2 separate regions of the Mus musculus genome follow, and region 1 is linked to region 2. The links are chromatin contacts, called in public promoter capture Hi-C maps. All regions are on one chromosome and are shown on one strand. Each heading gives the region's core, a stretch centred on a gene start, on an enhancer-like site or on the middle of the called end of the contact. The rest is flanking DNA. Distances are from core to core; before and after follow the strand shown.

What was found. Capture Hi-C pulls out chosen DNA fragments and counts their contacts.
Region 1: a contact with region 2 is called in a promoter capture Hi-C map of adipose tissue. The contact joins the promoter of Fam3a here to the promoter of Naa10 in region 2. A contact is called at or near these places in 2 of 39 promoter capture datasets (hematopoietic stem and progenitor cells and hippocampal neurons), 5 of 115 datasets of contacts at active chromatin or transcription factors (the SCID.adh cell line, T-cell acute lymphoblastic leukemia, astrocytes and 2 more) and 3 of 9 other capture datasets (adipose tissue, liver and macrophages).

Annotation. Positions count from the first base shown.
Region 1 is chrX:74,388,017-74,394,619 of GRCm38.p6, forward strand. Fam3a (family with sequence similarity 3, member A) reads right to left here and starts at 5,258. Exons shown (of 9, transcript NM_025473.4): 1 at 4,659-5,258; 2 at 2,975-3,088; 3 at 2,458-2,481. The coding sequence starts at 4,671. It also overlaps a transcript of Ikbkg not described here.
Region 2 is chrX:73,919,943-73,926,573 of GRCm38.p6, forward strand. It overlaps Naa10 (N(alpha)-acetyltransferase 10, NatA catalytic subunit), which reads right to left and starts at 2,002. Exons shown (of 8, transcript NM_019870.3): 1 at 1,814-2,002; 2 at 1,330-1,428; 3 at 1,041-1,099; 4 at 21-66. The coding sequence starts at 1,834. Renbp (renin binding protein) reads right to left here. Exons shown (of 11, transcript NM_023132.3): 9 at 6,274-6,405; 10 at 2,409-2,496; 11 at 2,179-2,321. The coding sequence ends at 2,197.

The DNA of each region.
Region 1 (6,603 bases), core at 4,008-6,507, 470 kb after region 2:
ACTAGAACAAAGCAGAGGGTCCAGAAAGTCAGGATGGGAGCTACATGAATGAGGAACACAGACCAAAGTGGATGGGCAGAGCACAGGGCTCTACTAGCCTCTGTATTTCTTCAGAGTAAGGGTGGAGATGACCTCTGTAATGGCTTGAATTATGACCCTATAAACTATACTGGAGTTGGAACTCTCAGTTCCTCAGAATGTGGCTGGGAAACAGGGTCTTTACAGATAGATAAGTTATGATGAAGTCATAATGGAGCATGTTGAGCCCTTAACTTAGTGTGACTGGTGTCCTTATGAGACAAAAGCATACAGGAGATGTTGTGAGACAGTACAGGCAAAAGACAGTACAGGCAAAAGGTGCAGTTATAAGATAAGGCACATAGAAGGCTTCTAGAATCTGCAGAGGCACAGAAAGACCCTGACCTGGAGCTTTCAGAGTGAACACAGCCCTGCTGACACTTCCATTCACACTCTCAGTTCCAAACAGTGTGAGAAAGTAAATTTTGGTTGTTTAAGGCACCTGCTTTATTCTGCTTTTCTTAGTGTAGCTTCAGGAAGCTAATATAGGTTTTGGTGCCAGGAATTGGGGGTTTATATAAACAAATACCACAAATACCTAAGGATGTGAAAATGGATTTAGAACTGGGTAGAGTGGACAAAAGCTACAGAGTTTTGAGGTGTACAGTAGAAAGAGTCTGCACTGCTTAAAACAAAAACAAAAACAAAAACAAAAACAAAGAAAACCCGAAACCCTGTTGGTAGGAATACAGAGTGAAGCCAGGTACAGTACTGCATATCTGTAATTCCAGAACTTTGAAGGATGATGCAGAAGGATCATGATTTCAAGTCTATTCTGGCCTGTATAGTAAGCCTCTATATTAAAACAAATCTAGCAATATGGATAGTAAACATATTTCTGGTGCAAGCTCAGAAAGAAACAGCAATGAAAATTCTTCTGTTGAATCTTTCACTTACATCCCTAAACAAGGTGTTGTTAGGAAGATGAATATTATAGATCTTTCGGTGAGACCTTAGAAGGAAGTCGAAGAGGCCATTATTGGGTGTGGGAGGAAAGCTCAGCCTTGTTATAAAGTGTCAATTGTTCTGGTGTTTTGTAGGAGAGAAAGCTTGTAAAATATTTAGCAAAGGAAATTGTCAAGCACAGTGTTAAAGGTACGGTCTGGTTTTTCCTTGCTGCTGCTTATGGTAAAATGAGAATGAGAACAGTTGGGGAAAAATATTAATCATGAAGGAAATAGGACATAAATATATAGAAAAATCTCAGCCTAGCCAGACATATGCTTGTAATCCTAGCACTTGGGAGATGGAGGCAGGAAGATCAGGAATTTAAGGTTACCCTTGGTTTTAAAGTGATTTTAATGATAGCCTTGCATTTATTAAGCCCTGTCACAAAGGGAAGGGAAAGAAAGAAAATGTTAGTCTAATTATATTGAAAAATTGAGAATGCATGTCAAACCCGTAATTCCAGAATTTGATAGGGTAACACAGGAGGAATATAGAGCTTGAGAGCTACATAGTAAGTTCAAGGTCAGTTTGTATTATAGAGTAAAACTCTGTCAAAAAACCGGAAACATTTTATGGGCTAGAAAAATAGCTCTGTATAGAGTATTTGCTCGGTATGTGTAAGGTCCTGGGTTTAATTCCCAGCACTATAAAACGTTTAAAAAAGCATCCTTTAGAGAGAACACAGAGATGATGGCTCGCTAAGAACTTGCTAAGGAAATGAAGCACATGATTGTGTGTGTGCTCCTACCTCTCAGAAGCCTGGACTTGAGATAGGATTATACAGAATGGATCTGTGGAGGATTGTCTTGTCTTATAACCTAGGCCTTCAGGAACTGCATGAGAGGCCAGCAAAATTTGCTAGAGATTTATACCAACAGAAATATTGTCAGCCTATGAGAAGAACTGAGATGAGAATACAAGGATGGAAGAAACAAAGGAATGAAAGACAAAAGGAAGGAAAGAAAGAAGGAAGTGAGGGAAGAGAGAAAGGAGGGAGAAAGGAAGGAAGGGTGGGAGGTAGGTAGGTTGATTTTGAATACAGAGCTAGGAATGAAGAGGCCAAAGAGGGAACAGAGGATGCAGTCACTTCAGTGGGCCTAGAGAATGATATAGAGATTTCTTCTTAGGCCTTGACATCTAGAACTTGCCCTGCTATGATTGGGACTTGCTTAGGACCATGAGCCCCTGCTTCATCCCAATGTCTCTTGTTTGGAATGGGAATGTTTTTTTCCTATGCCTGCCCCTTTCATCTTCTGATGGTGGCTAACTCATTTATTAGGTTTACAGCCCAGAAGCCTATGATAGTTAGTTGGGAGAGGCCAGACAGAGAATGGAGATCCTAGTGGGGCTGGCTGACAGCATGCAGGGGTGTCACAAAAGGCAGTCTGAAGTACAGGTACGGGGGGAATAGGGAAGGGACAGGAGGCTTACCTGCAGTCACTGAGTTCTCTGGGCCTGTAAGTAGAGAGTTTTTTCTGTTAGCAGGGAGGCCTCCAGGAGCCTCCAGCAGAACAACCAGGCTCAGGGACTCAGGGCCAAGTCAGGCTATACTTGGCATGTTCCCCGCTCAAGTTTCAATGATGCCCTGATATAAAACTGCCTGCTTCAGGAAAAGGATGAATTGGAATTGTAAATAGTGCTTAGGTGACTTGGCACCAGTGACAAAGTGCAAGATCCCTTGTGTGTCTCAGAGCTCAACGGAAAGTCGAAGATGATTAATAATCAATGGAGGCCTTTCCACTCCTTACTCTTACTCTATCAACTTCCACTCTATTGGTTACAATTAGGAGTGTTGTTCTCTAGGATGGTTCGTGGAAACAAGGATGCATTTGTGTTAGAAGATAGACCTAGGGCAAAAGGAAGCCTGCCATGAAGGTAATGGGAAACCCAACCACCATAACCCATATTGGGCGCCTCTATAGTGAATCAAGAGGATTCCCACACTCACTGGTGAAGAACTGCTGAATTCGAGGAAGGCCAACACCAGGACCACCTAGGAGGATGGTGACTAGGATCCAGGTGAGACCCATAATGATGATTAGGGCCACGATGCGCAGGGGGCCTGCAGGCAGGATAGACACAGAGCAGGACTATCTTAGACATCAGTGAACAAAATCTGCAATAACCCACTACCTCACATGACCAGATCTCCCCTTCTACTTGGGAACAAGTGATGGTACGATTGGGAGGTGGGGGACCAATCGATATCTACCAGACCCAAAAGAGAGGCTTGAACTTCCTCCTAGTAGACGGAAGAACGTGAGTTCAAACCTTGAGGCTGCTCTGTTTGGGTCTCCCCAGCAGGTTTGGAGGTGCCTTTTAGAACTCATGCTCTGGGAAGGTTTCATAGCACCAACCTCAGCATCTTGCCTCTGAAATTATCAGAATATTTACAGTTCACCCATCTGCTTTGCCTTTCCTCTTGTTCTGTTGGAAGCTCTATACTCCTTGTAAAGACCAGTCCTTCTACCTGCTTCAGGATCCATCAAGATATCTCCTGTCTCAGATACATTGTGCTAAGACTTCTTTCTATCTCACTTTCTCTCATATTATCAACAGGTCCTAACTTAGTAAGATAAAGATGAAACAGAGCTCCTGAAAGAAAAATCTCATTCTTTGATTCTTCATCTTCCTCTTCTCCACCAAACTCTTTAAAAATTTATATTCTGGCTTGGGATATAGCTCTGTGGTAGAGCATTTGCTCAGCATGCATAAGACCCTGGTTTCCATCCCCCAGCATACACATAAAAGTCATCTACATTGTGATTTCTATTACCTCACTCCCCAACTCTCTCCCAAAATTCTTCCAATCTAGTCGTGCTCCCATAACACCAACTAAATAACCTTCCAAACAAGACCACCTATGACTTTTATGATGTCACATTTCTGATTGTCTGACTGCTCTTTCTTGACACTTCACTACTAGATTCCAGGACAGTACTGTCTCCTGACCCCATTCTCTGGGACTCCCTTTGTTGGTTAGATTGTGTTCCATTACTCTCTCCTCAAAAGGTGTTCTTTTCCAGGCTGCCTTCTCCCATCTTCATACTGTATGGGAGATTTCACCATGCAGCAATGACACCTTACACCTCCAGCCCAGATCTGTCTTGAACTCATATCCTCCCAGCCAGTTCCTTAATGTCCAATTTGGACTTATCCACAAAGCTGCTACTTTACCAGTTTTCAAATTCTACTCTCACCCCAAACAGTCCCTCCAAGGCACATTCATGTTTGTAGTCCAGCTGACAGCAGAGCTACCACTTAGATCATACCCAACCTCAAAGGCACCTAAGTCAGTTCTCTTCTGGCTACATCTCTCTATCTCTACTATCCACTCCTCTCCATCCATTCAATCTCTGGAGATTTTATATATATATATATATATATATATCCTTAACTTATATATATTGATTATATATATTATCAACATCTATCTATATCTATCTCTCTATATAAAATCAATCCTTATAGTTTGGGAAGCTGAAGTCCTCAGAGGTGAATTTGCTCATAAAATGAGTGCTTGTGCACAGTCATCCATTAATAAATAAACAAACCAGTGACCACCCAGGCCTCTCCTAACACAGGCACTAGGACACCTGGCCTCTCTTCAGTTCGCTGTGGAAGCCACCCACCTGCCAACCTCATGTCCACTTCTCCAGCTGGGTTGAGATCTCCCGCAGGTGCACTGTTTGGGAACTGTGGGTTCTGGGGGGAATGAAACAGGAGAGAGTAGGTTTGGGGGTGGGGGCAGTGGCAAGTCTGTGCTGGGAGCGATCGGTGTTATGACTTGTTCCTCCAAACACCAGTCCAGGCTCAGTTCCTCGTGAGTGCTGGGAGAAGTCCTGCCTGGCCAGGAGAGCCTTAGGAATCCGTTGCGCCTCACAGTCTGGCTAACAGACTCCAGGACTGGAGCGTAGCAATGATTCTTCTCCACCCGGATCCCTCCGGTGCTAGGCCCGGGGCTCAGGTCGATCCGCTCGAGGCTGGTGGCAGAGATTGGGCGGGCCAAGGATGTTGTCTGGGTGTAGGGAGAAGCAGACCGGATCAGGGAGTTACCCAGTTGTCTCGCTCTGCCGGCTAGGTGAAGCAAGTGAGTCACGTAGAAAAGCTTATCAGGCACGACAATGGCCGCCCGCAGAAGGCCACAGCCCACAGGCGTCGCTCCGCCATAGGCCCATAGGCTGTGCTGTAGGTCCGCAGGTCCTCACGGAGGCTCCACCTCCAGACCGGCCTCCTCCCTCTCCTCCAGAGGCTGGGTGGGAGGTGCCGAGTGTGGCTGTGCACTCCTCTTGTGCTAAAGCTGAGCCGCCTAGCTTCCTACAGTGTCACTGCTTCAAGATGAAATCTCCTTCTAGACTTTGAGGTACTATACACTTTACAGTTCATGTTTGCTTAACTCTATGTAACCCAGGCTGTTCTCAAACTTGGAGCGATTCACCTGCTTCAGGCTCTCAAATGTTGGAATTACGGGCATAAAACACCAGAGCCCCCATTCCCACTTCCTCCACACGTCCTCTTAGGTGAGCGATCTATTTCTATATTTGATGAGCTGAAGCTCCGATTGTGACTTGATATCAGAGCTTTCATGGCTCATAAGAGGATGGATGCGGGGACACAGATAATGACTTAAGGTTGATATGTGTTCTTTAAGAGCATGGACGGTTCAGAAGCACATGCGGAGGTAAACCTGAGCCTTTGGTTGCTTTCTTTCTGCTTAGTGTTCTTTCGTGAGAGCGTTCTGTTTTATGTATCAATCAGTGAAGGGATGTTTGGAACATTGCTCCTGACCCTCATGTTTGAGCCTTTTCCCCTGACCGCCTACAGTGCCAGGGCAGCTGGGCCAGTCCTTTTAAGCTGGATCTATCTGTGTCTCAGGCAGCTGCATTCCTGTCCTTTGACCCAATGGTCTTACTTACAGGAACTCCACCCCACTTCCATAATGCTCCAAAATACAGAAAAGTTTACAGAAGCACTGTTTTGGTTAGATGATAGCGTTTTCAATTTGGTTACACTTGTAATCTCAGCACTTGGAAAGTGGAGACGGGAGAGGAGGATAAAGGGTTTAAAGCATCCTCGGCCACTTAGCAACTTTGAGGTCAGCCTTAGCTGCATGAAACCTGTCTCAGGGAATCTGATGTCTTATTCTGACCATCTCAGGCGCCAGGCATGCATGTGGTACACGTACCACATGTGGTACATGTAGGGAAACCACTTATATAAAAAAAATAAAATTTCAAAAATTGTAGGAAGCTGGAGAGATGACTCAGTGGTTAAGGGCACATACTGTTCTTGCAGGATACCCGGGCTGGATTCCTTACACTCACATAAGGCAGCTCACAACCGCTTCAGGGGATCTGGCACCTCTCTGATCTCTTCCTCCTCTTCCTCCTCCTCCTCCTCCACACACACACACAAATAATAATTAATTTTTAAAATAAAACATTAAGTAAAGATAAAATAGTAACAGCAACAACAACAAAATGAATATTAAAAAAAAAAGAATACAGTAGTTTCCATATTGACTGAGTACTTCCTCATAGGCACTCTCCAATGCTTGTGGTCAAGGGCATCTGTAGA
Region 2 (6,631 bases), core at 752-3,251:
CCCTCAGTAGTTATACTCACCAGTGAGGTGATATGTCCATGGGGCACATCGTCTGGGTCCTCTTCCCTAGAAGAGAAAGCTAGAAAGGAGCCTGGCATGGGTGCCATCTATCTGGGATACCTGTGCACACAGGTGCTCAGACTCTTTGTGGCTACAGCATCCCAGATCCAAAAAGAAGAGAACTAGGAACTTCTGAATCAGAATAGCCAATCATGACCCCCTCAAAGCCCCACGCTACACCTATCAGATATTTGCAGTGTCAACAGATCACCCTGCAATAGATGCCCACAAAAAGAGTAATGCTGATTGCAGAGCATTACGTGAGGGGAGCCAGTTTGAAAGAGCTATAAGCTACTATTTCAACTCTACATCATTATGAAAAGATGACCCTGTTGTACGAGGTTGAGGGAGGGATGGCTACTTTTTAAAGGTAAACTCTTTAATTGTCCAATTCAGAGAGTGTGCAACACATACAGAAACACAACAATGAAAACAGGAATCTGCTTAATGAAATCTGTATTGGTTTCTCACTTTTTTTTTTTTTTTTTTTTGGTTTTTCCAGACAGGGTGTCTCTGTGTAGCCCTGGCTGTCCTGGAACTCACTCTGTAGACCAGGCTGACCTCAAACTCAGAAATCCACCTGCCTCTGCCTCCCGAGTGCCGAGATTAAAGGCGTGCGCCACCACAGCCGGCAGGTTTCTCACTTCTAACAAGTGTACCATACATGGTAGTTAGAGAACAAACGTGGAGGAGGAGTGTATGGGAAAACTCTGTACCCTCTGCTCAATTTTTCTGTCAGCTTCGAGCTTCCCTACAAATCTGTTAATTAAAACAACATTCATAGCAAGCTGGCCATAGTTAAATCTCAGCATTAAGAAGGCTCAGCATGAAGACTACTATAAGTTTGAGGTTAGCCTGAGTGAGCACCAATCTGGACAACAGAGAATGCCTCTCAAACTAATTCACCGCTTCCCATTCCCTTCTCCAAAGCTTTTGTCCTTCTTAACATTAGTGTCTTTTCTTTCTCCTTGGTGACTCACATTTTAGCCAAGACGTAGCCCACAATCTTCCCATTCTCATCCTCAGCAATGTAAGAAAGCTGGTGACAGAAAGGAAAAGGACGTCATGTAGTGCAGGCAACAGGACAGAGCTCACTGCCAGCCTCCACTCTGTGGAGCCTAGTTTCTATACACACCCTTTCATTTGCCAGGCTTCTCCATCAACCAGAGCCTCAGGTTCTTATACCCTTGCCCACTGCGTTTGCTCACTCGGATCCATGTTTCCCTCCTGTTGCACCCTACACCCCTACAAAACGCAAAAGCTGCCCACCTGGGGCCAAGAGAGGCCATGATAGAAATAGTACTTCATCTGGTAGTTCTCCGGCAGGCAGAGAAGGTTGCAGTGCTGCATGTTCATCAGGTCTTCGGGCTGCATGAGAGTGGGATACGGTTAGTCCAGGGCTGCAATGACTAAGAGGGCCACACACGTCGATCTCTGGGTCTCCCCTTTCCCCGGGGCAGGGCACAGTTGCTACTATACGACTTTGCACAAGCCCTGTTTCCATGCGGCATGCAAAACGTGCCAGTTCCAGGACTGAGTAATAGTGTCCAAAGGTTGTGGAGCCCACTCAATGAGATCTGAATTAGGAAACGCGGGATAAACGCGAGATGTTTAAAGCAGGCTGCAGCAGCCTTAAGGTCCGGCGTCGGCAGACCTACAGGACCAAAGCACCAGGTCCCTCGATAACATGCTCACACGGTCACCCCGTAAGGCGCCCACTCGGTGCGGACAGGCTGGCTCCCCGTCACCTCACCCTAGCATTGCGGATGTTCATCGCGGCGGCGGCGGAGCTCGCGGGTCCTTGTGGGTCGTGAACGCGTGCACTCGGCGGCCACTTAGAAGCAGGGAAAGGACGATAGGAGCTTGGACTGGGGCCAGGATCCTGGGACGGCGGCGGAAAAGGCGGACCGCTCCGACCTGCCTGCAGCGGAAGTACCCAGCTATAGGACCCGCCTCCGAACTGCACAACCAATGAGCGTGGCACTTAGAGATAATTGGGCGTGATGGATCAGCGCCCAAGGTGGTGCGTTTGAAGCCACAGCGAAGACCTTTCAAGGCGGGAAGTGTGGGCAATAGTTGTACCCTCCCTCGGAGCCCACAGAGGCGCGCACACAAGCATGTGGAACAGGGTCATCTTTATTTCGAGCCTTCATGGGTAGAGACAGCGGGCGAGGAGTCGAGGGGGGCGGGCTCAAGGCGTTGGAGTAGGGCTCCTAGAATCTGCTCGCACATGGCCAGGCACCGCGGCACATGGAAGCAGCCTGTGGGGAGAATGAACCCCGGGGTAGGGAGGATCCGGCGAGCCGGGTGCCACAAACCCCTACAGTCTCGCCCCGTTCCTCGCTCACCTTTAAAAGGACCTCCCTTGATGGTGAGGGCCACCTTTCCCTCTTGGTTCAGGTAGCCAAACCATTCCCCATACTCAGGATCACGAAACTAGAATAAAGAGACAATGACAGTTCGTGTCTGGTAGGACCCACTCGAATGTCACCGGTTGAGGAAGGGGCCCTCGCTGTCCCTTTTGCACCGGTACCAATGGTTAGAGTAAAAAGCGCAGTTTCACAAATCAGTACTTTTAGTGGACCGTATCCTGGAAAAAGATGAAAGCTGTGGGTAGTAGGCAGTTTGCCTTAGCATGTAACCTGATGGGGGGAGGGGTTGCAGGCTGTGTGCTGCTACACTGAGAGAACAGGTGTTCTATATTCAGTTGTGGTTTGTTAGATAACACTTAAAATTGAAAATTTTAAAAATGGATACATTTTACCTTATCTGAATTTTTTTTTTTTTTTTTTTTTTTTTTGAGAATCCTAAACCGGGCGGTGGTGGCGCACGCCTTTAATCCCAGCACTCCGGAGGCAGAGGCAGGCGGATTTCTGAGTTCGAGACCAGCCTGGTCTACAGGACAGTCAAGGGCTATACAGAGAAACCCTGTCTCGAAAAACCAAAAAAATTAAAAATAAATAAAAATAATAAAAAGAATCCTAGATTGACGTTTCAGCAAACTTTACAACTAGTGACTTCCCTGGAGTTCATGTCATCTACTTCACAGGCCTTTAGTCTAAAAGATCTTTGGATTACAAGCAGAGACACATAGCTCCTGTCCTTGCGTACCAAGGTTTTTATTATGACTCACAGTCTTTCCTTTAGCCCTATGTAATGGGGCATGCCCTTAGTCCCAGTCCTCAGGAGGCAAAGTCTTGACACATTTCTATAAGGTTCATGCCAACCTGGTCTTCTGCCTGTCTTGACCATAGGTTCTGAACACATCTCTCACTTCTTTTGAACCTGTCCAGTGTGTCTGATGCTTCAGATATGGGGAGCAGCAGCTCAGGTGGCTGGACAGACCCATTCATTGTACACCCCATTATTCTTTCACTGAGGCTTTTCACCTCCACAAAATATAGCCCAGATCCTTATCCATTGCTTCCAATTTTGCTCCTACTGATAAAATAATTAAGTAGAACCCCTTCTTAGAAGGCTTATAGAACAAACCAAATTGCATTAAAGTTTACTACCAAAATGTTCCCTTTAAATTGTGACATGAGTTGTACATTTTAAGCTGTGTGATGGTTCATGTCTATAATCTCAGCACTCAGGAGGCTGAGGCAGGAGAATTAAGTTCAAGAGCAGTCCAGATTTTGTCTCAAAGAGTGGTTGGTGGTACATTCTCCAAGTGAGGTATAACCAGTTCTGTATCTATTCTTTATAACTTTTGAGTGGCCTTGTCCCTTCTTGTGTGTTTATTTTTGAGAAGTCTCACTGTGTATCCCTGGCTGTCCTGGAATCTGCTGTGTGGCTCAGGCTGCCCTGGTAAAAAGTTCTCTCTTGAGATCTCCCCATTGCTGACACTAAAGTCATGCACCATAACTGCCTCATTGTCTTTATTTTATTTTATTGGTTTTTTTTTTTTCGAGACAGGGTTTCTCTGTGTAGCCTTGGCTGTCCTAGAACTCACTTTGTAGACCAGGCTGACCTCGAACTCAGAAATCCACCTGCCTCTGTCTCCCAAGTGCTGGGAATTAAAGGTGTGCGCCACTACCACCTGGCTTGATTATAACTTTTGCAATTCATTTTTCTTGTTCTCATTTGAGACCTTTCAAGTGCTAATATTACAGGGATGCACAGTGGGCTCTTAGAATTGTTTAATGTCATCTCCATCTTGTTCAAGTGCATTCTTATTTCCTTTTATGGTTAAGATTGGTGGCTTCTAATCCATACCCTTAATGAATGTATTCAGTATTCAGGCAGTGATTCAACCTAATGGGTGATGTCATTTGGAAGTAGGGGTGACTATCTGAGACAGCTCCAGTTGCTTGTTTAGATACAATGTAATAGAAACATGGCTTGGATTTTTTTGCCTCTAATCACAATAAAACCATGCTAGATTTCAGTTACAGTTAGTACAAACTAGCCAAGTGTAGTGACATACACATGTCATCCCAGGCCTCAGGGATCAAGGGAGAGGAGGTAGGAGGAACTTCAGCTACATATTGAATTTTTATGGCCAGCTTAGGTTACATGAGATATCTAAAAAAATAATCACACAAATTGTCATTTTTTTCTAGAACCAAAGCCACAACTGTAGAATTAAAGAGTCCCTGCTACAGTTGTAGGGAAACCACTGGAATAGTGACTTTAGAAATACACCGGTAGTCTTCAAGAACACTATCTCCATTAGGAACACTACCCTCTGGAGGCCCTTGATTTGTTTTCTTTCCTAGTTCATGACTGATTCTAGTCTTCACTAGCCCTGATTCTTTCTCCTCTTTATCTTCTATACTAAAAAAATTACCTTACTCTTGGCTCTCCATAATATCTATTGTTGTTATTTGTTTGAGACAAGATCTCCTGCCAGGCGGTGGTGGTGGTACATGCCTTTGATCCCAGCACTTGGGAAGCAGAGGCAGGCAGATTTCTGAGTTCGAAGCCAGCCTGGTCTACAAAGTGAGTTCCAGGACAGCCAGGGCTACACAGAGAAACCCTGTCTCGAAAAAAAGTCAAAAAGAAAAAGAAAAGAAAAATCTCCCTATATAGCTGGTTAGTCTCAAACTTACTATTGTAGACCAGGCTGGTCTCTATGTTGTGATCTGGTTCCAGCCACCCAATAGCTAGGATTACAGGTATGTACCACCATGCCCGGGTCACCTACATTTTTTTTATGACAACTAGGCTTTGTAGCAAGCCAAATTTCTCTCTCTGAACTATAGCCTCTTAAACTCATCTGCTGTACTAAGAGATATACTTCAGTCAGTAAAGTACCTTACAAACTAACTGAGCAGTGGTGGCACACGCCTTTAATCCCAGGGACCAGGGAGGCTAGAGGCAGGCAGATCTCTAAGTTGGATGTCAGCCTGACCTACAGAGTGAGTTTCAGGACAGCCAGGGCTACACAGAGAAACCCTGTCTTGAAAACCAAAAGCAAACAAAAAAGTGCCTTGCAAACAGGAAGACCTGAATTTGGTCCCAGAAACCATATGAAAACAAGTCAAGGATAGCATACTTATAATCCCACCACTGGAGAGGCAAAGATAGAGTATTCTAAGGATTCACCTCCGTAGCTAGTTTGTCAGTGTAGCTAGTTCACAACCCTATCTTCTCAACAAAAAGGTATGTAGTGCCTGAGGAATACCACCTGAGATTGTCCTCTAACCTACTGTGTGTATGTCTTTCTCTCTCACACGAGCTCGTGCAGGGGACAGGGAGGAAAATCCAACTGGTGATTTACCAGCCTGACATCCTAGCTGTTGGATTCCCTGTCAAGGCTCAGGTTTACTGGCCCTGGCAGATCAAGGATGTTCCTGCTACGTGGAACCCACATGGTTGTACCCTCACAGTTTCCTTTCTGTTGAATAGACACAGATACACCCTGCCCTCCTTTGCTTTGGATCCTTGCTCACAAGGTCTTCTCTGCCCCCTCTATAAGAAAGTTCTGTATCATTTGGCATCTGCTTTGTTTTCCACAGCTCATTGGTCTCTGTTTGCTTGTTTACTCGATTAGAATCTGATCATCCAGAAAGGTGTATTCCTTGAGGCAGAGCTTCTTGGTTCACCAAACAAAAGACAGTCTTGGGACTCTCAGAGCAGCTGAGAGCAACATCTAGTGAATGGGCTAGAAGAAGCTGAGGGAAAGCCTCCTGGACCCCCTTACACACAGCCCCTGTTTCTCCCTCTCCTGCTGCCTGGGCTTCCAGGGGACAAGGAGAGAGCACTTACCTGGCGGAAGGTGTACTCAGCCACCTTGTAGAAGAGATGCAGCAAGGCAGGGTCCCCACTGTCACTATAACCCATGAGGAAGGCAATCATGGCTTCACTGTGTGGCCACCACAGCTTCATGTTCCATTCCAGCTGAGAACAGAGCAGAGATGGGCAGCTCAGGTCCCTGAAGGCCCTAGGAAGACACTTAACATCCTCTGTTCTGATTCAGTCTGTCTGGCTTAGGACTTGGTGTTGTTTAATCATGGGGGAGACATGGGGGATAGAGTTTGAATAGTCCTTAAAAGTAGGGCTAGCCTGGGGCTAAAGAGATGGCTCAGTGGTTAAGACCAGTGGCTGCTCTTCCAGAGGTCCTGAG